Regions from separate parts of the Mus musculus genome. Here all the other regions are linked to region 4. Evidence: chromatin contacts called from public HiChIP or PLAC-seq and promoter capture Hi-C data. All regions are on one chromosome and are shown on one strand. Each heading gives the region's core, a stretch centred on a gene start, on an enhancer-like site or on the middle of the called end of the contact. The rest is flanking DNA. Distances are from core to core; before and after follow the strand shown. Region 1 holds the start of Dock6 (dedicator of cytokinesis 6). Region 2 holds the start of Kank2 (KN motif and ankyrin repeat domains 2). Region 3 holds the start of 9530077C05Rik (RIKEN cDNA 9530077C05 gene). Region 4 holds the start of Elof1 (ELF1 homolog, elongation factor 1).

Region 1 (3,174 bases), core at 209-2,708, 260 kb after region 4:
AGAAGCTGATACAGATTTGCTGGGCAACTGGGGCAAGTCACCCTGCCCTCTGGCTCCAATTTCATCCTCTGTAGATGGGGCTCCTGCTAGCATCCATCCATAGGTGGGATAACGAGCAGCACTCAAAAAAGCTCTGAGGCAGACATGTCCTGTGCTGCACAGCTGCCTACCCTACCAAGACTGTTTTGACCGTGACTGCTCAGAGGGCTGAAGCTACTCAGGAGAAGGTGTGGAGGCAGCAGACAATTGGCATATCCAAAGATGAGCCAGGACTGAAAAAATTCTAGGAAACTGTTATTGGGAAAGGAGCTGTTGGGAAGATATTTAAGGCCACAAATTAATGAAGACATCCTACAACTTCAGGTAATCAGAAACTTCCGGACTGGCTCGCTCAGGTATCGATACTGGCTTTCTGAGTCACACCTCCTAGAGTGACACCCCTGAGCTTAGCTGGACTCATCCACCTCTCTACTGCAACCCAGAGACTGGCAGGAAGTCCCTTGAGCACCTTTTGAGGCCTACTATGTAAAAGCCTCCACACTGCTAGGCTTCAGTTAACCCACTTGTCAGTAGTGGAAAACAACAGTTCTTCCCACCTATGTCCATTGAGCGACTATAAACAAAACCTTAGTAATTATTGTGTGACATTGATGTTGTTTTTTAGGCAGCGTGCCTCCGGGACTAGTGAGGACCTAACTTTTTTGTTTGTTTGTTTGTTTTGTTTTGTGTTGTTTTTTCGAGACAGGGTTTCTCTGTGTAGCCCTGGCTGTCTTGGAACTCACTCTGTAGACCAGGCTGGCCTCGAACTCAGAAATTAGCCTGCCTCTGCCTCCTAAGTGCTGGGATTAAAGGCATGAGCCACCACTGCCCGGCTGACCTAACAGGTTTTGATGTTCCGTATTTTTTCTTCCCAGCCCAACAGAAGACTCAGTTTCCCCATCTTGACCCCAGTGGGAGGGGAACACTCCCTTCCATGCCCTGCCCCTGCTCCACACCCACCCCATGCCCTGCTCTGCCTGGTCCCCAGCTCCCTAGCCCATCGCAGAGATGAGCCACTCACAACGTCCCGCCCATCAAGGACCGTCCCTCATAAGCCACGCCCACAAAGATCCTCATCTCTCCAGCCTTGTCCCGGTCCCTATCCTAGAGCAGCGACATCCCAGATCACAGCCTGCTCCATCCTCCTGTCAGCGCTGTCTCCTCCCCATCCCCAGTATTTCTGTCCCACTCTCAATGCTGGCCCCACGGCATCCCAGAAAAGGCTCCGCCCTATCTAGGGAAAGCCCCGCCCCCTCCAGAGAAGGCTCCTCCCCATCCTAGAGTTGGCCCGGCCTCGCCACCACGCCCCGAGAAGACCCCGCGTCATTCCCGTCTTGGTTCCGCGGCTGGGGCGGGTCGAAGTGCAGGCCCCGCCCCATCAGCACAGGCCCCGCCTCTCCCGCGCGCCTGCTCCGCCCAGCCCGGCTGCCCAGACTCGGGAGGCTGCGGCGGGACGCGGGGCGTCATGGCGGCCTCGGAGCGCCGCGCCTTCGCTCACAAGATCAACAGGTAGTGAGAGCGGCCGCGGTCACGGCCACTCTGGGCGGGACGGGCGAGTGCTGGAGATGGCGGGCAGCGGGGGCGTGCCGGGCTCCCCGAGGACTTCCCGGAGGAGGAAGCGCATCCCGGGTCCGTGCGGGCCGGGCTCCGAGAGTGCTAGGCTGCATTCGGACCCTCTTGCCGTCCTTCCCTTCACCAGCCTGGGGAAATTCGCACCCCTCCCCCGCCCAGGGTCCCGGGACCCAGCTGTCTGGAGCTGGGGACAGCTGGGGATAGCCCCTCAGTCTCCTGCCCCAGCCTCTCCCAGCACCGGCTGGGCGTGGGAGGGGGCCGAGGGGGCTGGGGACTGAACCAGCTGGTGGGCAGACAGGGGAGGGACAGGCAACAGATGCTGGGGGATCCCCTTCCATGGACACTGGATTGTGAGAGAGGCTCAAATCTGGGGTAGGTTAGAAATCATCCCAGGTAAATCATCCCAGGTATCCGATCCTCTGGAGACCTGTCTGACCACCTTAGGTGAGAGAAGCCACTCTGTGGGTCCCACCCTGATGGAGACACAAGAAAGTTGCCCCATTCTTGGATTTCGCTCTGGTGGGACAAACATAGATGTGTCCGTGGTATGGTGTGGATGCATAAGACAGGAAAGGGAGGATAGGGTCTCAATGGTAGGCCAGGTAGAGTTAAGCACAGACCTAAAGGAGCGAAGGAAGAGATCTGCCCATCATCCAGGAAAGAAGCAAATGCAAAGGCCCTGGGGCCACAGAGGGACCAATAGGAATAGATTTTATAGGGCCTACGCCTTGTAGGCCAGAAGGACTTTGACTGTGACCCCAAGTGAAGTGAGAGCCACAGAGAGTTCTGGATAGAGGAGGGTTGTGATCTGGGGCAGAGCAGTTGGGCAGTTTTCTGTTTGTTGTCTTGCCTCCTAAGTCCTTATGCCTTTAGCTCAGGTGGGAAAGATGTGCAGAATGATCCTGGGCCTTGATGTAGTGAGGGAGCCCAAGATTTCCCAAGCAGCCTGGTAGATAAATAGATGCTTCTGCACATTCACCTACCTATTGAGTTCTCCCACAACCCCAGATGAACCTGCAACTGAATGGAGTCTTGGTTTTACTTTGTTGTGTTTTGTTAGTCTGGGATGGGGTCACGTAGCCCATGCTGACCTCAGATGCACTATGTAGCCAAGACCGGCCATGAACTCCTGGCCCCCCCTGCCACACTCAGTTTCCATGGTAACCACATCTACAGCACCTTGCTTTTGTGTTTGCTTTATTTTGAGAAAGGTTCTCACCCTATCCTAGCATTCACTTACTGTGTGTACATGTGTATACCACTCTCGTTGTGTGTGTGTGTGTGTGTGTGTGTGTGACAGGATGCTTGTAGGAAGGAGCCTTTTCTTTCCACTTGGTTTCCTGGGATTATACTCAGGAGGCTCAGCAGCAAGTTGCTCCTGAGCCATCTTGCCAGCCTCCCTCTATTTTCATTTTTGAGGCAGGCTCACTCAACTGGGATCTGGAGCTCCAGATAAACTGGTCAGGGAACTGGCCCTGGGGATCCTCTTGTCTCTGCTCCCTGTTATATGAGTTCTGAGTCTGGCTTTTTTTTCTTTTTAAAGTTTTGCTTATTTTATGTATG
Region 2 (3,319 bases), core at 617-3,116, 320 kb after region 4:
TTCTGCCCCCAGGAGCTCCATGAACAGATCAAGTTTCAGGAAGGCTGACCTCTGACAAGGCTAAGAGCCACACCCAGAAGACCAGCACCCACACCTCAGCTGCCTGTGCCTTTCTGGAGTTATAGCTGCCCCGAGTCGAAGTCCTAGGAGATGAGCCCCCTGTCTGTCTGCACTGATGGATTCTAAATTTTGTTTTTGTTTGTTTTTAATTTAAAGTGAGTTTTATATACAACCTGTGTGGTGTGCTGACAGTTGACATGGCCCCTGCCCTGGGGGCAGTGACGTTCATTCAGTGGGAGAAGAGAACACACTCACATTGTAACATGGCCATGGGAAAGAGTGTTTCCTGTGTGCGAGGTCACGTGTGTCCACCTGTGGTGAGGGTTTGCGTGTGCAAGCGTGTGATGTACGAGTATTCCTCAGTCTCTCCACTTTTTGTTTTGTGTTTACTTTGCTTCCCAGCCTGGCCTTGAACTCACAAAGACCCATCCACCTCAGCCTCAGCCTTTTCTACTAAGTGCTGGGATTAAATGGTTTATCATTTTTAATTGTATTTTTTTCTCCTCTTTCTCTCTTTCTGTCTGTCTGTATGTTTGTGGGTGCATGGGTGCCATGACACACATGTGGAGTCAGAGGACAGTTTGCAGAACTCAGTTCTCCCCTTCCACTGTATAGATCGCAGGCATTGAGCTTTCAGGCTTGCAGCAGGCACCTTCGTCTTGACATCTGACGAGCCTCCCCTTGGTCATCCACTTATTTTTTGAGACAGGTCTCATTGAACCTGGAGTTCATAGATGCAGCTAGGTTCACTGGCTGGTAAGCCCCAGCCATAGAGATCTGCCCAGCCCCCAGAATTCGGCTTACAGGTAAACTTGTGGGCCCAACTCTTATGTAGATGCTGGAGTTCGAACTCAGATCCTAGTTCACACCGGCAGGCAGTTTACCCACTGAGACATCCACCTGTCACGTGTGCTAAGCAGAGGCTTCCAGGAAGCTATATTTTTCCTCTTTCCTCCCCTTCCCTTCCTCTCTCTTTCTTTCTTTCTTCCTTTCTTTCTTTCCTGTTGTTTTGTCTTTAGTTTGTTTATTTTGAGACAGTCTCTCCTGGCTCAGAATTACTGGAGTAGAAGGTGACCTCTCTAGTACTTGATCGCCCTGGCTCCACATCTTTCATGTGCTGGGACTACAGGTGTGCAGTCCCGCTGTGAGAGTGGCTTCAGAAAGTCCAGTGCAAACAGAAGTTCATCTCTGGACTAGGGTGTAGTTTAGAGGCAGAGTGATTAGCATTCAGAGTCCTGGGGTCCATCCCCAACCTCACAAAATCAATAAACCACGCCCTGTGATTTGTGTCAGCCCAAGAGTAGTATGAAGGGAATTTTCTGAACACACTTAACAGATGGGTCATGTGATTGACCCCATTTTGCTGATGGGGAAACTGAGGCACAACTTCAATTTCAGGAGATTGGGGTGTGGGTGCTGCAATCTTAGAGTTTGGGTCGGCGGTCACGCCATGGTGCACCCGGCCTGCAGCTGGAAGACTTCCAGCTGCTGGCGGCCAACGGGGGAGGGGTGACCTCCAGTCGCCGCTACCGCACCCGCCCTCGAGCTGGGCTGCGGCCAGCTCCGCCCCCTGCAGCGTCCAGCTGCGAAGGGCGGGCACCAGGCTTGGAGAAGCGGGGACCCTGTCCGGAGGGCTGGTGGCCAGGAGCCGACTGAGACCCTAGGACGTGCTCAGGCCGCAGCGAGAGCGCGTGCACCCCCACGACCACCCTTCAACTTCGCCCCCAGGCCCCGCGGCCGAGGCGCCCGGGAGACTGGAGGGGCGTGGCTTTCTGGTGGGGGCGTGGCTACCGCGCTGGCTCCGCAAGCTTGCGGCGACTGAGGCGGAGCGGGCAGGACGCCTGGGACGGCGGAGGCTCGAGCGTGCCAGGCGAGTGGGACGGAGGGCTGATCGGGGTGGCGTGGGGTCCGGGCTACTCTAGGGGCACTATCAGGATTTCTAACCCACCTCCAACCCGAGGCTACAAGCTCGCACACTCTCTCTTAGCTGGTCCCTCTCAAGTCTTAACATCTGCGCCCAAACTTTGCAAACCGGAGCGTCTGGGTCCCCGCGCTCCTCTCCCCTCCCCAGCCCTGACCTGGGCCCTGCTTCCCTTGCCCCTAGCCCACCTCTATGCCTTTATCATTCCCTGCCTCTCTTCCTCTGCTCCGCCACTCTCGTCTAGCTCTGTCCCCTAACCTTCCCAGGTCCCCGCTCTCGCAGCTCCGGGTGGCCGGACCAGGCCCCTCAGCGGCGGGAAGGCATCCGGGCGTCCGGCCGGGCTGGGCCTGGCTGCTGGGCGGGTGTGGGGATCAGCAGATGTTTGCCATTAGACTGGGACCCCGCAGGCCCCGCCCCCTCCCCGCCCGGGGCGGGGTCCTCCTCACCCCCAACTTTAGGGGCGGAGGGAGCGCGGCAGGAAAACCCCCAGATCCCAGATTCACCCAGGCTGGTGGTGGGGGGGGGTGCACTCTGGGGAGACCCTGTGGCCCTTTCCTGGAAACTCCCACCTGTTGATTCTTCCAGCCTCCTTCCGCCTCTCTCATCCCGGGATCTTGTGGAGAGAGGGGCCTCCTCCGACTCCCGCCACGGAGTTACCAGCCTGAGGTTAGATAACGAGACCCGTAGACCTCCATCGCTCCATCTGGAGAGTAAGATGTATAGGGTCTAGGGGTGCTTTGGGCGAATCTGCCCCGTTTTAGGTTCAAGTCAGAGATCTGCCTGCCTCCGCCTCCCAAGTGCTGGGATTAAAGGCATGTGAGGCTACACTCAGCTTGCAAGATCTTTTTCCAAAAACATAAGCATGGCTGGGGATGGAGAACGTGGGCCTAGCATGTATGAAACCGGGGGTTCCACCCCAGAATGTATGGTGTGGTGTGGTGTAGCCAGCCACGCCAGCACTTATGAGGTGCAGGCTGGAGGATCAGGATTTCAGGGTCATCCCCAGCCACATAGTGAGTTTGAGGCCAGCCTGGGCTACAGGAAACTGCCTTAAATAACCAAACAAAACGGTGTGGTAATTATTCATTATTCATTCCACCTCAGTGCCCCTAGCCCAGGCTACCCCAATTCTGCTCCCTACTTCTGTGTCTCTCTTAAGTCCTCAGAAAATATTTTGGACTAACTTCCTGTCCTTGGAGGTTCTGAGGCTCCAGGCAGATGCAGAGCCAATTTTATCTACAACTGGTAACTGCATTTCAGGTGTTCATGCCAGCAAAGTGAGGGCAGAGACGTGAGGAGACACAAACTGGAGGGACAGAGCTATGGAGGGGAACTAAG
Region 3 (3,649 bases), core at 1,091-3,590, 290 kb before region 4:
CACCAGGCTGGCATATATATTGCTCTTTCAAAGCAAAAAGAAAAAAGGTCCACATTTTCATCAGTGTTCTTATTGCAATCAAGTTCTACTGGCAAGAAAGGGGCAGGGGCATCTGAGACACTGCAGAGTGAGGGGAAGTCTGGATAGTACAGATCTGTTTCTCAGCTACACTCTCCATAAAGGTTCTGGTTGTCCCATTTATTGATTGACAGATATGTCAGCACGAAGCCTACACAACAGGAGAGCCTATATAATAAATTAACAATACTAATACTAATAATCGCTTTGTAACAATGGTGAATGTTTAAAAATACCAGAAACAAGTTTCCCTAATGCTAGTGTTTCACTGCCAAGTTACCTACATCAGAAAATGCACGACCACGAAGGTCTGCCACTTGTAGTCCATTAAATTCTGGTGAAAGAACTGATTTAACAAGAGTAGGTGTTCAGTTTAAAAAGAATCCATCTGCAAACCCCTGGCTCTATAGGAATACAGTCTGTACTGCAGACTCTCAACATATCTGTTTCCTAATACTATATTTTAATCATATGCCATACTAATATTTTAATCATTCTCTCACCACAATGACTTTCAGTTTGGGGGAAAATAATTTTAATTGGTGTAGTTTCTAAACCCAGTGACTCACGTGGCAACAGAATCTATTGTCTTGCAGGCAATGATTTTAACTGGATGATAGGGAGAGTATTTTGCCACCCACAGGGCATTTTTGGTTGTCACAATTCTCTGTGTGTTAAAACAGTCGCTCACAATAAAGAATTAACTCCTTCAATATTAAACTGCTGTGGCTGAGAGGCCTTGTTCTATATCATAAAACGGACCGGAAGTTTTCATTACCTTTGTTAGTGTACATAAGAATGCATTTCTTTCTGGCATCTCCTGTTCGATCCTGGTCTCTAGTAAGCAAGTATCCCATCAGCCCGACTACGCAGCTGCATGCACACGGACCACTGAGTCATCCTCATATTTGCCACTCTTCTGCCAGGCTTGATGTTTTAAAGCAACGTTTTGACATTGTATTGTTTTGGGAGTTTTGTTTGTTTGTTTTTAGAGACAGGGTATCAGTGGCTGGTCTGGAACTTCTGTAGACCAGGCTGACTAAGCTCACCTGCGTCTGCCTCTGATAATGTGTTTTAAGGTGAAAGAGTTATATCTACATCAAATCACAATTTTAAAAAGCCTAATGCCAATTTAAGTGGCCTCTAAGATCTTGGCTTTTATAACTGCATGTCTCCTGTCAACATAACAGTGGAATAGTCTGTAGGTTATCGCAATCGCACAACAGTAGGTTCTGTGTTTTATAACACTGAACAGCAAACAGTGTAAAAAAATTAAGATGAGAAAGTAGTTTCACTTAAAAATAATTTAGTTTTTCAGTTTAAAAAGTTCTGCAATAACATATAATGAAAGGAGTTTCAAAGTACCATAATGAAACCTCTTACTTTGTATGCTAACTTAAAGAATGGTTTTAGCTATTGATGTCCATATCTTAGCACTGGGGAGACTGAGGCAGGAGGGTCAGGGGTTCAAAACAACTAATTTGGAAAATTGGTCTACTGGGTACTGCAATAGCCTGAAGCTAAAAGTTCTAGGCTTATTTTTGACTCTACTGTGGGAATTAGCTATTTCCCTTTATTCCGTTGTTTTGGTATCTGTCCTGCAGAAATGTTTTCATGCAGAATCAAATGCTAGGAAAATGACTCTGGAACTGTTTAATATTATTAAAGATTTAAATAGGGCTAATATGCATATCTATTCAAAAATGAAAGACAAACTTTCCAACCTTGGATCTAAACACCTGCTCTTATTAATAACATCAATTCAAAATGTTTGCTAATAAATGCAAACAAAAATACACAACATACACTGAAATGTAGAGATGTGTTTTCACAGCTGATTTTTTTTTTTTCTGAACATTCTAGAAAATATAACACCTTACTACACACCTAAAATGCTCTGGAATCGTATTGGACTCTACACTCTCTAGATTGCACAGCTCTTGCCCCTCACCTCTGCTGGGCTAGGGCTGTGCGACTGCACCTGGTCTTCCGAGTCCCAGACCCAACGGTCTCCACCCGCTGCAGCCGCGCCACTTGGGCCAGCAGTGCCTACACTCACCCGTTACGCGAATAGACTCCAGCATCGTCCCGCCAAGGCCAAGGCCAAGGCCGGCGGGCCGCACCGACGAAAACTCCCGTAAGGCAGCTCGAGACCAGATGGGGCAGGACTGGCAGCGCAAGGTGGAGGACCACGTCTTACCCAGAGGCTGGAAAGCGCTCTGGCGGTTCCACCTAGTCTCAGAGCTAAGAACCCGCCACGGTGACGTCGCTGCAACCCCGTTGCTAGGAGACGATCCTGCCTTCTTCCCGCACTCCACGCCACCAAACATGCTCGCCGCTGGAGGCGCTCCTGCGACTGACACCCTGCTCGTAGGGAGAGAAGGGAAGCGAACTACAACTCCCAGCGTGCACAACGCGGACCCGTGCAAGGAGCTGGTCCGCAGAGGCTGGGGTGTTTGTGTGGGGAGGTCGGGATCTGTATGAGGCTCAAAGGGCTTCATTTCATGATGGTAGAGGGAAATAGAAATGGTGTAATAATTCTGAGTTTTAGTTGACCAGAGCAAATTCAGACCCCTGACCTTCCAGCTAATTTACATGGTATGAAATAAATAGGGCGATTTTAGAAGAAAAAAATGGCCAGGTATGGTGGCACACTCCTGTTATCCAAACACTTGAGATGTGCAGCAAAGATGATCAGGGGTTCAAGACCATCATTGCTATATAGTGAATTTTGAGACCATCTTGACTATACAAGAATGTCTAAAAAAAAAAAAAGAATAAAATAAATAAATGCAATATTTAATTTAAAAAGGAGATCTGGAGAAATGGCTCAGCAGTTAAGAACACTGACTACTTTACAGAGGACTTGGGTTTGTTTCCTCATGGCAGCTCACAACTACATGTAACTCCACTTCGAGAGCACCCCATCCCTCTGGCTCTCCCCAGGCCCATACTCGCAAACACTCATGAAATACACACAATTTTTTTTAAACTGAATTGAAAAAGGAAACAGACTGTGGGTGTAGCTCAGATGGTGAAGGGCTCTCTTTAGCATTCAGAGACCCCTGAATTTAATCCCCAGTACTATACAAACCTGGCCTGGTGGTACACATCTCTAATTCCAGCATTCAGGAGGTAGAAGCAGGAGGATCAAGATGTTCCAATTCCTCTATAAGCTTGAAGCCACCCTATATTATATCTATATTATATTATGTATATATCTGAGGTTGCATAAAGGGGTTTTGAGAGGGAGAAGTTGATAGTGAATAATTAAATCATAAATTTACTTTAAATCTATTATTTGTATATATAGAATTTTACCATTTTAGAATATGAAAGCTAATTTCACACTGAGATGGATGTGCTTGTTTATTTTTACATAAATAATCTCAGCTGAATATTTAATAATGCAGGGCACAGAGTATCTTCAACACAGTTCTGTGCGTGTGTGTGTGTGTGTGTGTGTGTGTGTGTGTGTAAGCACTTGTATGCCTTGATTTATGTGTGGAGGTCAGAGGACAACTTGCAGGAGTCAGTTCTCTCCTTCCACCAAATGGGTTCTGGGAATGGA
Region 4 (3,144 bases), core at 161-2,660:
CCACGTCGCCGCAGACCATGCCCTTGAATTGTGAGCCAGAAGAAACTCGTCTTCTCTCACGCTGCAGGCAAGATATTTCATCAAGTCGGCAAGCTACAGGGTAACATGCATAGACTTATCCCACGTGCATTTGTGGTTTTGTTTTGTTTTTGTGAGCCTCCCACTGTTGCCAAGGTTAGCTTTGAATTATTCACATTAGCCCAGGCTGGTTAAGAACTAGCACAGATCTTGTTTCTGCCTTCTGAGTACTGGGATTTAAGTCCTGAACCACTACACTCCTGTGTGAGTAGATGCTGCCAACCAGAAATGGTCTTCAGAAAAGGCAGTTCCAAGGATGGCACTGCCCCCTATAGGGCATTCTCTTTAAAGCATGCGTAACAACGTGTGACACAGCTAAGCACTTTCCGTGTGTGTGTGTGTGTGTGTGTGTGTGTGTGTGTGTGTGTGTTAAGAATTGCCTTTACCCGCTGAGCCATCTTGCTGGTCAGAGCCTTTAATTAAGAAAAGAAGTATGTACTCAGCAGGTATATTTGTGAGGGTCTGCATGTGAAAGCCAGACCCTCACATCTCTCCATCTTACATATTGATGTAACGCAGTGTCTCTTGAACCCAGAACTCACCTCATCTGGCTAGTCACCGTGCCCTGGGGATCCTGTCTCCTGCAGGCTTGGATTACAGGCGGGTAACCAAGCCTACCTGGCTTTTCTGTAGATGCTAGGGATTCAAGCTCCTGTCTTCAAGCTTACCTGACAAGCGTGCTGGAGGCCCATATAAGGACCCTGGAAGAAGGAAGGCTCACTTTTCTTCGCCTGCTTGCATTTACTTGCCAGTACGTCTGTTGGAACCTATTTCTATTTCTTTACCAGCTAAACCAACTGGCCTCGTGGGACTGAGCGACGAACTACTAGATTCTTGGACTTCCCATTCACAGCTGACCATCGTTCGGGTAGTTGGACTACAGACTGTTAAGTCATCACAATAAATCCCCTCAATATAGAGACATTCCATAAGTTCTGTGACTGTAGAGAACTCTGACTAGTACAATGTATTTTGACCATTAAACCCCCTTACCCGTTCTCCTGTCTCACAATCCCGCTGATCCCCTCCCTCTCCCAACTCGTCTCTTCTAGGGCTAGGATATTGGAGTGAGCATGGAGGGTAGGGAAAATCTAGGGTTTCAAGGAGGTAAGACAAGTGAGACGAATCCAGGAAGATGATTACAGGTGAGGACCTTAACCAGGATGAGTACAGGTGGAGCCACCGCTCCTCGCGATCACGAACACCCCTAGGATTTTGCTTGTGATTGAGCAGGACTGTGGCGCATGCGCTGTAACAATTGCGCGGAGCCAGGTAGTTGGAGGCGGGGTCTACACGCGCATTTAATTGGTTAAGGAGTGGGCGGGAAACCCAAAGCGATATTTCCGTTTCCGTTAGGGGCCGGAAGTTAGCGTCTCCTGGGTGAAGCGGCCTTGGCTGAGAGGCAGGGCTGGTACAAGTAAGTGTAGGGTCTCGCGGGCGGGCGTTGGGCCGGGCGGACCGGCGCTCTTCTCTAGATCACCCGCAGGGCGTAGAGCTGAGGCCGGGGCATGGCTTTGAGGACGGCCTCGTGGGGAGCCTGACCCCTGGATCCCTGCAGCTGGGCGAGCGGGCGGCGCCACCGAAACCTGGGTGAGGCGGACGCCGTCGCTCTGCCCAGATCCCTTCCCGCCGTCCCGGTCGCCTCGGGACACCATGGCTCGTTCGCAGGCTGCGGTTTGCCGGTGGGATTCTGGGGCCCCACAGAGACAGATTCCGGGCAATTCACTGATTTGTTCAACAAGTAGTTATTAAGTGCCTAAGGTATACCAAGCACTGTGCGTCCTGGGGATACAGCAGTGACCAAGTGAAATCCTTCCTCAGAGATTGATGGGCAGGGTGGCAGACGCCGGAGGAGCTTTGAGGAGTTTTAAGGTGATCGTGAGTTTGTTTTGGATGCTGTGTGTGTGTGCGCGCGCGGGAGAGAGAGAGAGAGAGAGAGAGAGAGAGGCAGCCAACAACTTCACCTGCCAAGCCATCTCCCTTGCCCTATTTTGAAAGTGTTAGAAATCTTTTGTCCTACATTTTTCCCTATATGTGTAGTAGAATGTGTACAGAAGTTAATGGACAACTTGGGAAATACATCCTCGCTTTCCACCTTTACGTGGGTTAGGGTTCCAAATTCAGCTTTTCTGGCTTGGCAGCAGTGCCCATAGCAGCTGAGACAGGATCGACTAAGATGCCCCGCCTGCCCCGCCTGCGATTCCGTTGTAGCTAGCTGGTTGCCAGGGCCAGATGGGAGGGGATGCAAACACATCCACCTAGACAGTTGACAGCTGGGCTCGGCACCAGGCAACGCTTCACCGTGAGGGTTTGGCCTTTCCTTTTGTGTGTCTCACACTTTTGTCTCCGTTGCTCCGGGAGCTTCAGCCATTCGTTCTGAAGTAAAACGACGAGAAAACCCTTCATCTGGCTCAGACTCTTCCTGGCTGTCTTGTCATCAAAGCTGCCTTTTGTCATCTGGAATGACTCCAGAAGAGAAGGTCTTTCCTGATCTCTTTCACCCAAAGTAGCCCCAGCTCAGAGATTTGTATTTCGCTCTAATAGCCTCGTAGAAATAGGATTCATCCAGTTACAAGTTTTCTCAGGAGCCTGTCATCTGTAACTATTAGTACAGATATATTAAAGATTTATTTATTTTTATCTTTTGTGTCTGCCATATCTGGATCCAGGGTATCTGATATGTGACCTCAAAACCCACAGATTGAGGACCCCTGCCCTAGAGCCTTATCCATGCTTGGCTACTATCAGCTGAATTCATCCAGTTAAGCGTGTTCCTGTTGCCAGGTGGTGGTGGCACACGCCTTTAATCCCAGCCCAGGAGAGACAGGGGCAGGTGGATGATAAACTTGGATCTCTGAGTTCAAGGCTAGCCTGGTCTACATAGTGAGTTCCAGGACAGCCAGGGCTACACAGAGAAACCCTGTTGAGTTTTCATGTTAAGAGCTGTAAACCTGCTGGGCGGTGGTGGCACACGCCTTTAATCCCAGCACTCGGGAGGCAGAGGCAGGCGGATTTCTGAGTTCGAGGCCAGCCTGGTCTACAAAGTGAGTTCCAGGACAGCCAGGG

The links. Promoter capture Hi-C pulls out the DNA fragments that hold promoters and counts their contacts. HiChIP or PLAC-seq counts read pairs in DNA pulled down with a chosen protein or histone mark.
Region 1: a contact with region 4 is called in an H3K4me3 HiChIP or PLAC-seq map of embryonic stem cells, with 6 times the contacts expected there. The contact joins the promoter of Dock6 here to the promoter of Elof1 in region 4. A contact is called at or near these places in 3 of 39 promoter capture datasets (liver, second pharyngeal arch cranial neural crest and stem cell-derived epiblast-like cells), 2 of 484 Hi-C or Micro-C datasets (embryonic stem cells and muscle stem cells), 8 of 115 datasets of contacts at active chromatin or transcription factors (astrocytes, craniofacial prominence, double positive thymocytes and 4 more) and 2 of 9 other capture datasets (embryonic stem cells and pancreatic islet).
Region 2: a contact with region 4 is called in a promoter capture Hi-C map of neural stem cells. The contact joins the promoter of Kank2 here to the promoter of Elof1 in region 4. A contact is called at or near these places in 3 of 39 promoter capture datasets (hippocampal neurons, liver and neural stem cells), 5 of 115 datasets of contacts at active chromatin or transcription factors (bone marrow-derived macrophages, cardiomyocytes, embryonic forebrain and 1 more) and 3 of 9 other capture datasets (adipose tissue, embryonic stem cells and pancreatic islet).
Region 3: an H3K4me3 HiChIP or PLAC-seq map of bone marrow-derived macrophages shows a contact between it and region 4, with 4 times the contacts expected there. The contact joins the promoter of 9530077C05Rik here to the promoter of Elof1 in region 4. A contact is called at or near these places in 1 of 39 promoter capture datasets (the 3T3-L1 cell line), 1 of 15 datasets of contacts at CTCF or cohesin (the NIH/3T3 cell line), 1 of 484 Hi-C or Micro-C datasets (CD4 T cells), 6 of 115 datasets of contacts at active chromatin or transcription factors (the 230-238 cell line, the NIH/3T3 cell line, astrocytes and 3 more) and 2 of 9 other capture datasets (adipose tissue and liver).

Annotation. Positions count from the first base shown.
Region 1 is chr9:21,850,919-21,854,092 of GRCm38.p6, reverse strand. Dock6 (dedicator of cytokinesis 6) reads left to right here and starts at 1,458. Exons shown (of 50, transcript NM_177030.3): 1 at 1,458-1,548. The coding sequence starts at 1,505.
Region 2 is chr9:21,797,093-21,800,411 of GRCm38.p6, reverse strand. It overlaps Kank2 (KN motif and ankyrin repeat domains 2), which reads left to right and starts at 1,866. Exons shown (of 12, transcript NM_145611.4): 1 at 1,866-1,930. It overlaps Dock6 (dedicator of cytokinesis 6), which reads left to right. Exons shown (of 50, transcript NM_177030.3): 50 at 13-232. The coding sequence ends at 55.
Region 3 is chr9:22,410,238-22,413,886 of GRCm38.p6, reverse strand. 9530077C05Rik (RIKEN cDNA 9530077C05 gene) reads right to left here and starts at 2,340. Exons shown (of 7, transcript NM_026739.3): 1 at 2,138-2,340. The coding sequence starts at 2,162.
Region 4 is chr9:22,115,461-22,118,604 of GRCm38.p6, reverse strand. Elof1 (ELF1 homolog, elongation factor 1) reads left to right here and starts at 1,410. Exons shown (of 3, transcript NM_001357311.1): 1 at 1,410-1,495.